Regions from separate parts of the Mus musculus genome. Here region 2 is linked to region 1. A link is a contact called in public promoter capture Hi-C data. All regions are on one chromosome and are shown on one strand. The core of a region is the stretch at or near the end of the contact, and the rest is flanking DNA. Distances in the headings are between cores, read along the strand shown. Region 1 holds the start of Zfp788 (zinc finger protein 788). Region 2 holds the start of Zfp977 (zinc finger protein 977).

Region 1 (4,506 bases), core at 38-2,537:
GAGGGCTGGAGAGATGACTCAGCAGTTGAGTGTGCTATTTTGGAAAACCTGAGTTTGGTTCCCAGCACTCACTTCAGTGGCTGATGACAGCATTTAACATTCATTACCTTCAAGGCCTCCGACATCCTCTTCAGGCCTCTGTGGGGAATCACACACATGTAGCATTTATACTGAGAGACACATACATATACAAAACATAAATAATCCTTAAACTAATAATTAGGGTTCTGAAGAGACGGCTTAGTGGTTTAAACCACTCGTTGCTCTTAAAGAGAACCCAAGTTTAATTTCTAGCACACACGTGGCATCTGAAAAGCATCTAAAACTGTTCTTGGAGATCCAAATCCAGTTCTGGCCTGCACATGCATTTGGTATATACACACATGCAAGCACATACTCATACACATAAAATAAAAATAAACCTTCAAAAAAGTTAAAATAGGAGAGGGCCTGGAAAGGCCCAGTAAAGGTAACTATCTCCAAGCCTGCTGCCCTGAATTCAAACCCTGGGGCCAGCACAGTGGGAAACCTATTCTCAGGAACTATCCTCTGACTTCCACAGGCACACTGGCACACTTGCCAGCCCGCAATAAATAAATATGGATTTAAAACATGGGGAGTGCTCTCCCAAAAGATTGTAAAAGGAAAAAAAAATGAATACGTTTTTTCTTTTTTTTTTCCTTTTTTTTTATTAGATATTTTCTCCATTTACATTTTAAATGCTATCCCGAAAGCCCCCCTATACCCTCCCACCCACCCACCCCGGGGGGGGGGAACCTAAATCTAAATACAGCCTGCACCATGCATTCAGAACATCAAGAACATAACACAGAAAACCTAGAGGGTCTTAAGGTTAGCAGTGTGGTGAAACGCCAACAACACTACCAGTGCTCACATACAGGGAACTGACGTCACCAACATCGAGGCACTCCTCTTGCTGGACAGAGCTCATCAAGTCGTCCCCCCCCCCCCCCAAGGCCCGCAAGGGCGTGGGGGTGGGGAGTAACTCTAAACCCACGGGGAGGGGGAATCCTGATGCCAGTACCAAAAGGCCCGCCCCAACCCCGGTGAGGATGCACCACATCGGATCCACCCCATCTGGGGACAAGGGTCCCTTGCTCACCATAGCGCGGCTTGCAGGCTCACCCGCTCTCTTCACATAATTTGCCTCATAATTTGTCACAGCGGTGCACTTCGTACAGAGCAACGTCTCCAACGCGACTACCTCAGTCTTAGAGCTTGGAAGGTGGCATGGCGGCCAAGAAATCCCGCCTCCCGCTGGCACTCGATTGGACTGCCTACTTGGAAGCTCTGATTGGCTAGCAATGTTTGAGTGATAGCATCCTTAAGCTGCACATGACTGAAGGGACCAGTACTGCTAGTCACTCCCAGCCCTGCCTTCGGCCCTATGTGCGGACCTGAATGAGCTCCAGTGAGATCTACATTTACACAGAACCTGTTTCTTCCTCCCAGAACTGGCTCGGCTGTCTTCTTGCACTTAGTTGGCACTCCTTGCTTCAGAGCACAGGGTCGCTCATGTGCACTGCCCACTACACAATTCTGCTTAAATGCAAATCTCCCTGGATCTGGAACAGGTCTGCACCCTTTAGCGAACACACAACTGGGAAGGAGTGTGGCTCTCCCTACGCCTTTAGCTCTCCTTTCCATCAAAGGGAACGTCTGTCACTCACGCCTCTTTAGCCAATCAAAGCATCGGGACATGCAGTTCCCTCAGAAAGCACGGATAGGAGGCGGGTCTTCCCTGCAGGCGGTGCTCAGTGTTCTGCTTTGCCTCTGAGGGAGAGGTACGCAATGGACAGGAGTGCAGTGCACTGTGGGCCCGCTGTGCGGAGCCATGAGGACAGCGCAGAACCCCGCCGTGGTGAAGCTTATGTAAGCGAGTAGCAGCTTACTGATCCCTGATGGAGTAGGGCAAACGACCGAGTTGGCTGTGGTCATCTTTCCCGGGATAGGGGCGGGTGACAGTGGGACAGCCAGCGTCCAGTAGTTTTCAGAAACCTGAGATTGACCCCTCCTAGTGGCCCCTGGGCAGATCTGTCTGGACGGGCCAGAAGCTTCCATTGAGGACTCTGATGCTGTGCGGGCCCTGCAGCAGTGATGATTTTAGCGGTTCTTATTGCGTATTAAAAAAAAAAAAAAAAAAAAAAAAAAAGACCGAGTCTCATTAAGTAACTTTCACTAGCTAGAACTTGGCATGTAGACCAAGCTGGCCTAGAACTCAATAGATCTGTCTGTCTACGCGTTCTGATTGTTGAATGAAGGCATGGGCAACTACTCTGACTGGAATAGGTGGAGTTTTAGAGTTGGACCATAAGGCAGCTAGTTTCTTTGTGTTTAAGTTTCTGATTATACTGTTTTGTTACTCTGTTCTTTCCCAAGTGTTAGTACACCTTTTTTATTATTGTAATGCTGGGACAAATTCAAAGATTTTTGTCTATGTTTGTGGGTGCAAACATTCATCAGTAATGGTCACTTCCTTGATGATCCGCCCACCAGTTACCTAGCAACAGCCAGGTAAGAGCCTGGCTTGATAAAAAAGCTCGCGCTCTCTCTCTCTCTCTCTCTCTCTCTCTCTCTCTCTCTCTCTCTCTCTCTCTCTCTCTCTCTCCCTCCCTCCCTCCCTCCCTCCCTCCCTCCCTCCCTCTAATGTCCCCAGCCAGCCTCTTCCCCTCTTTCTCTTTTCTTCTGTTCTTCTCTGTCCCCGTCTTCTCTGCCTCTACCGACTTCCCCAGGTTCCAAATAAACTCCCTTTCATACTAAGTTCATCCTATAGCTGATTTCTCAGAGGGAACTCTTTGGCATGGGCCTAGGCAGGCAGGCGCTCCCTTTGGTACCACTGGCTCCATTTTATAAAACACATTAAAATTAATATATGACATCTAGATTATAATTTATTCTTCTCAGATCTCTGACTACATTGACAGCTAAGCTAACTGCAGCTTAACAGCTAGATAGGGCGACCAGCCCCTTACCCCAAGGTAATCCACTACTGTATTAGCTCTTTAGTCAATTCATTAGATAGTTAAGACTACCAGATCGCTTAACAAAAAGGCAGACTGGTTGCCTTGCTCACAGGCTTCATGATAGAAGATATACAAGTTCCAGATGTAATCTTTCCAAGATGTAACCTTCTGCTACTCCCTTATCTAAAAAACTCGGTTTTCAGTGACTGTTCCCCAGTGATCAACCACCTATGTCTCATGGTCAATAGCTGTATAGAAAGATGTAGCTTTATGAAAGGTCTGAGGGTATAAGCTTAACTTATGAGGATCCAAGAAAACATTTGAGGGTAGACAGTGCCTTGAGGTCAATAATTCAAAGATATAAAAGTTGGAGGACATAAAAAAACAAAAACAAAACCTTAGAGCCTGGCAGTGGTGGTGCACGCCTTTAGTCCCAGTACTTGGGAAGCAGAGGCAGGCGGATTTCTGAGTTCGAGGCCAGCCTGGTCTACAAAGTGAGTTCCAGGACAGCCAGGGCTGCACAGAAACCCTGTCTCGAAAACAAGCAAACAAACAAACAAACAAAAACTTAGATGGTGATAGGAAAATTATTTCAGGTACAAAACGCTTCAGATTTCTTCCCCTCACTATATTAAGACTTCAAAAGTTCAGAAGACAGAAAAACCCTGTCTCAAAAATCCAAAATAATAATAATAATAATAATAATAATAAAACTAAGAGAAGGATAGCCAAGAGACTGAAGAAAGGAAACAATGTCAGCTATAACTACTCAAACACAAAGTACAAAGAACATCAAACAAGAGCATCAAAATCAAGAATAAAACATCATTTTTTAAATGGTCACAGACCTTTCAAGAATAACTTAAAGTAATAATAGCTTCAATTTTCAAATCAAATGAAACATGTCACATGATTGGATTAAGAAACAAAGCCAGGCCGGTCAGTGGTGGTACACACCTTTAATCCCAGCACTTGGGAGGTAGAGGCAGGTGGATTTCTGAGTTAGAGGCCAGCCTGGTCTACAAAGTGAGTTCCAGGACAGCCAGGGCTACACAGAGAAACCCTGTCTCGGGAAAAAAAAACAAAACAAAACAAAACAAAAACAAACAAACAAACAAGAAACAAAACCAGTCTAAGATACTCAGCTTTTTTTTTTCTTTTTTTCGAAACATATTCACTCCTTCCATTCATTCAAGTCCAGCAGTCATGACATCCACCATTTTAGTTTATTTTTTACTTCTCACTTCATTATTGTCATTACTTAATCTTTACCCTGTATCCACACAGGGGATGTCTTTTACACAAGAATAAGTTGTCCTTTACCTAGTATGTGATTTTTATATTGCAAGTCTAATCATCATTAGTAGTGATTGAAAGACAGCCTAGGATGAAGTGGGAATCATGAAGGAAATATATCCTCACCCCCAGAGACCAGGTCACTGTAGTTCTCCCACATGGCATCCTGAACAAAGCCCTCTGAGCAGTGTCCAGGCATCATCACTTTTATTGGGAGAAGTCTATG
Region 2 (4,402 bases), core at 1,703-4,202, 960 kb before region 1:
AGAATTCAAGAAGCTAACCACCAAAAAAACTGAACAAACGAATCAAAATATGAGCTATAGAACTAAACAGAGAATTCACAACAGAGTGAGGTAACTCAGGTCCAAAAGGTATGTACTCAGTAATAAGTAGATATTAACCAAAATAGAGAATACACAAGCACAACACACAGGACTCATGAAGGGTCACAGCATAACGACCCAAGTGAGGTTGCCTCAAACCCACTAGGGTGGGAGAAGAAAGCGATAATGGGGGGAAGGGGAGGGGGGGGGAGGAAATGACCTGGTTGGGAGAGGGCACAGTGAGGGGAAGTAGGGAACATGATCAGGTATTGGGTTTGGGGAACAGGACTGAAGCCCTGAGGACCACCAGAAAGGATGGAAACAGCTAACCTCTGGAGGTAGGGGGACACTCTAGAATGTACTGGTGACATGGAAGTTGAAAGACTCTCGGGATTCAAAGGGAGGGATCTTGGATGAAGTGTTCTACAGTGGGGAGTGGGAACTTATAGATTGCACTTCCAGTGGGGGGACATGACATCAAGTGGAAGGATGGGGTTTCGATCCCACAGTCAAAAGCTCTGACCCAGAATTGTTCCTGTCTGTTGAAACTGCAGGGACAAAATGGAGAAGAGCATGAGAGAAAGGACATCTAGTGACAGGCCCAAGTTGGGATCCACCTCAAGGGGGTCCAGGGTCCTGACATTGTTAATGGTGCTGTGATGTGCTTGCAGACAGGAACCTAGCATGGTTGACCTCTGAGAAGCCTAACAAGCATCTGAAAGAATCAGATGCACATACTAGCACCCAGCCAATAGACAGAAGCCCGGGACCCCCATGGTTGAATTTGGGGAAAGCTGGAAAAATCTGAGGAGGAGGGTGGCCCCAGGGAAAGACCAGCAGTCTCAAGTGACCTGAAAGCTGAGATCTCTCAAGACACTGAGCCACCAAGCAGGCAGCATATAACCAGGCAGCTGTTATGAAGCCCTTGACATATAAAGCCGAGGACTGCATGGTTGGGGCCTTAGTGAGAGAAGATGCACCTTACCATGAAAAGCCTTTAGGCCCCAGAGAGTGGGGATGCCTGGTGGGGCTTGATGGTGGGGTGGGGACATCCTCTTGGAGATAGAGGTAGGGATAGGAGGTATGGTATAAGGAACGGTCATGGGGCAGATAGGGAGGAGGATGAAGTATGGACTGTAAAAAACAATTAATGAATAAAAGTAAATAAATTTTAAAATTAAACAAAAAGCATTGCTTTGGAAATGACTCCCAGGTTCTCCTTGCCTGCAAATGGAATGAAATCTGTCTTAGCTCTTCTGTCTTGCCTCTTGTGATGGTTATTCTTGGTCGTCAAATACATGGAATTAACTAAAATGGCGACATTTCAAGTACTGTGAAGAATTTTTGATAATTATATCTTTTTAAGTTGTAAACCCTCTTTTAAATCTGGATCATTTGAAGTGATAAGAGATATCTTTAATCTAGGCCACAGCTTCTAGTGGCAGACTACATTGTAAAGGTCATTGAAGGTGGTAGTTCTTTCTCCTTGTCTTCATGTTTTACCTCTGACTAGCAAACTCAGTTTTTGAAAACTGGCCTACTTCTTCCTCATTGTGATGTAGACTGAATACCAGCAGTGTCATCCAGCCACATGGACTGAACCACTACTATATTCTTCATCTGTCCATTTGCAGACAGCCATTGTTGGGCTGGTTGGACCACAGCTTACAAACCATGCCAATAAATCCACTTTCTACATATACAGAGAGATCCATTCTATCAGTTTTGTCCATTAGGATACCTTTATTAATATAGCTGTGGGTTTTTTCCTCTTCCCACTAAGGAAGATGTGCTGGCTAGCAATAGTGTTATGTAGAGTTTGTCTTCGGTTTCTTGCTTTTCTCCTGGGGCTGTGTAAATTCTGATGCCTACCAGGTGAAACATAGCTGCAGTTTACCTGACCCGACCATGACACCACAGAACAAAAATCTTAGTGTTTCCTAAAAATCTCCTGAATTGTTAATATTCTGGGCGCCCTTTTCCTATGGGCTGGATTGTTCATTTCACTGCAAGTTAAATAATGGGCCCTGCAAGCTATCTTCCTTGATTACAGGAGGGAGAAGGGGAAGTGCTGGAAGCCAGAAGCAAGACTTTCCCTCCCCCCTGCTGCTTGAGGAATTCTCAGTTTGCAGAAGCCTTTCCCTTCCCCCTGCTCCTTGCCCTTTCCCTGCTGATATAAACAAGCCTTTCCCTGCCAATGTAAAGAAGCTCAAGACTGCCTGGCCCCTTCCCCATCTGAGGGGACTGACTAATGGTCAAAATGTCCACAACTGCCATAGCAAGACTAGCTGTTCTCAAAAATTAGCCATAACAATAAAAACGGTCCCTGGGACCCTGGCCTCAGTTTGAATTCTAAGATAAACCGACCTTGCTGACAAAGTTTCTGACATCGCTAGCTGATCACCAAAAGTAATGAACATAACTGTTACTTTGGTAGCCAACAATCATAGTTGTGTAACCCTTCCCCACTAAAAAAAGAGAAAGAGAGAGAGAAAAAAAACCCACCAACAAAACTGTACTGTAAGCAATCTGGGTTGACTCTCCCTGAGAGGCTGAGCAATGCTATGTGAATCTGAATAAAAACCTCTTGCCATTGCAGAGATCTATTGTCAACCTGCGTCTCTGGGGGTCGCGTTCTCAACATTTGGGCCCCTGGGGTCCTAGCACAACCACTTTGCCTTATCCCATCAGTGCACTCTCACCCTACTTATCTGGAAAAAGGTCGGTCCTGGAACAGCAACATGGGCCCGGAATCACTAAGCTGTGTCCCTTCATCACACACTAACCTTAAGGGAGGTGCTTATGTCACTCCAGACTCGCTGGCCAATCAAGGCCTCAAGTCTGACCTGCCAGTCAGAATTGGAGGCGGGTGCTTCCGGGCGCCATGTTGCTGGTTCAATGCTGTAGCTGAGGAGGCTGGTGTGGTTTGTTTGTCCTGCTCTGTGTGCTACTGCTGGGTGCTGTGAGGGGAATTCAGGCGAGCTCTGACCTCGCGACATGGTGAGTATATGGCAGCTGCTTCCAATGGGAAGGGGCAGGCGATTGAACAACTGGAGCGAGTATGGTGAGGCCTCCCTGGGACTGGGTGCTAGCTGCGCACCTCAGCTACACAGGGCCACATGTGAGGTTGTTTGTGGTCTTGGCTGCTCTGAATAATTCTGCTCTGGGGCTTCATCTGTGCGAATATTTAAGCATGAGCTTGTGCGTTGAAACCTTCTTGGCAAGATGGCAAACACAGAAATGCCTAGTTTCTCCAGTATCTTCTACAATTTTGTTTGTTTGGTTGGTTGGTTTTTCAAGACAGTGTTTCTCTGTATTGCCCTGGCTCTCCTGGAAATCACTCAGTTTGGCTAGCCTCAAACTCAGAAATCCGCCTGCCTCTGCCTCCCAAGTGCTAGGATTAAAGGCGTGCGCCACCACTGCCTGGCTTTAAACACACACACACACACACACACAAAACTTTTTTTTTTAATCTCATACAATTTTTACACTTTCTTTTAAGATTGTGATGCAAGATATATTTGGAGTTAATATGAGAAAGTTGTAAACATCACCTCCTGTCCAATATTAAGCTGCCCAGCACTGTTTTAGACTCCTCCGAGTTTATCCCATCATGTAACAGTGTCTGCTGACTTTATACACCGCAGGAAGGAGTATAAAAGACGGTATTCTTCTTAAGAAGCTGACCTGGCATAAGGTATTGCTTGTGCGGGACCTTCCCATCCCACCTTTTGTACTCTGTACCTTCTGCCTCTCTTCTCCTTTTCAGCCTTTGGGATCTTCCACTTAGGACTGTGTCACTGTTTCAGGTCTCTGATGTACTTAAGAAGTACTTCTGGGGTATCTTTGCTGTGCAAACCTCCCCTCTGCCTAAGTGGCTAGACTTGCAGTCCTCTGTCCCTGTCTCAATTGTTCAAAGTGTAACCTGGAGGCTGAATGCAAAAGAGACTAAGGATAATGGCAGCTGTGGAATGCAAGGTCTGTTCTAGGCTGGCTCCTCTTTGAGCATTAACCAGTGCTTGACACATGCTAGTGTTTGGTGGTTTTTTCTGGTTTTTGGTTTTTTTTTTCTTTGTTTGTTTTTATTTTTGTTTTTTGAGACAGGGTTTCTCTGTGTAGACATGGGTGTACTAAAACTCACTCTGTACACCAGGCTGGCCTCGAACTCAGAAATCCATCTGCCTCTGCCTCCGAAGTGCTGGGATTAAAGGTGTGTGTCACCACGCAGGGCGACTCATGCTATTGTTAAAGAGATATTTCTTTCTTTCTTTTTTAAAAAAACATTTATTTATTTTTTTATATGTAAGTACACTGTAGCTGTCTGCAGACACTCCAGAAGAGG

What was found. Promoter capture Hi-C pulls out the DNA fragments that hold promoters and counts their contacts.
Region 2: a promoter capture Hi-C map of embryonic stem cells shows a contact between it and region 1, with 3 times the contacts expected there. The contact joins the promoter of Zfp977 here to the promoter of Zfp788 in region 1. A contact is called at or near these places in 1 of 39 promoter capture datasets (embryonic stem cells) and 4 of 115 datasets of contacts at active chromatin or transcription factors (embryonic stem cells and stem cell-derived neural progenitor cells).

What each region holds. Positions count from the first base shown.
Region 1 is chr7:41,630,312-41,634,817 of GRCm38.p6, reverse strand. It overlaps Zfp788 (zinc finger protein 788), which reads right to left and starts at 1,287. Exons shown (of 6, transcript NM_023363.3): 1 at 1,124-1,287; 2 at 108-138. Gm51480 (a long non-coding RNA gene) reads left to right here and starts at 1,805. Exons shown (of 3, transcript XR_003946761.1): 1 at 1,805-1,893.
Region 2 is chr7:42,591,095-42,595,496 of GRCm38.p6, reverse strand. It overlaps Zfp977 (zinc finger protein 977), which reads left to right and starts at 2,952. Exons shown (of 4, transcript NM_001362112.1): 1 at 2,952-3,060. The coding sequence starts at 3,058.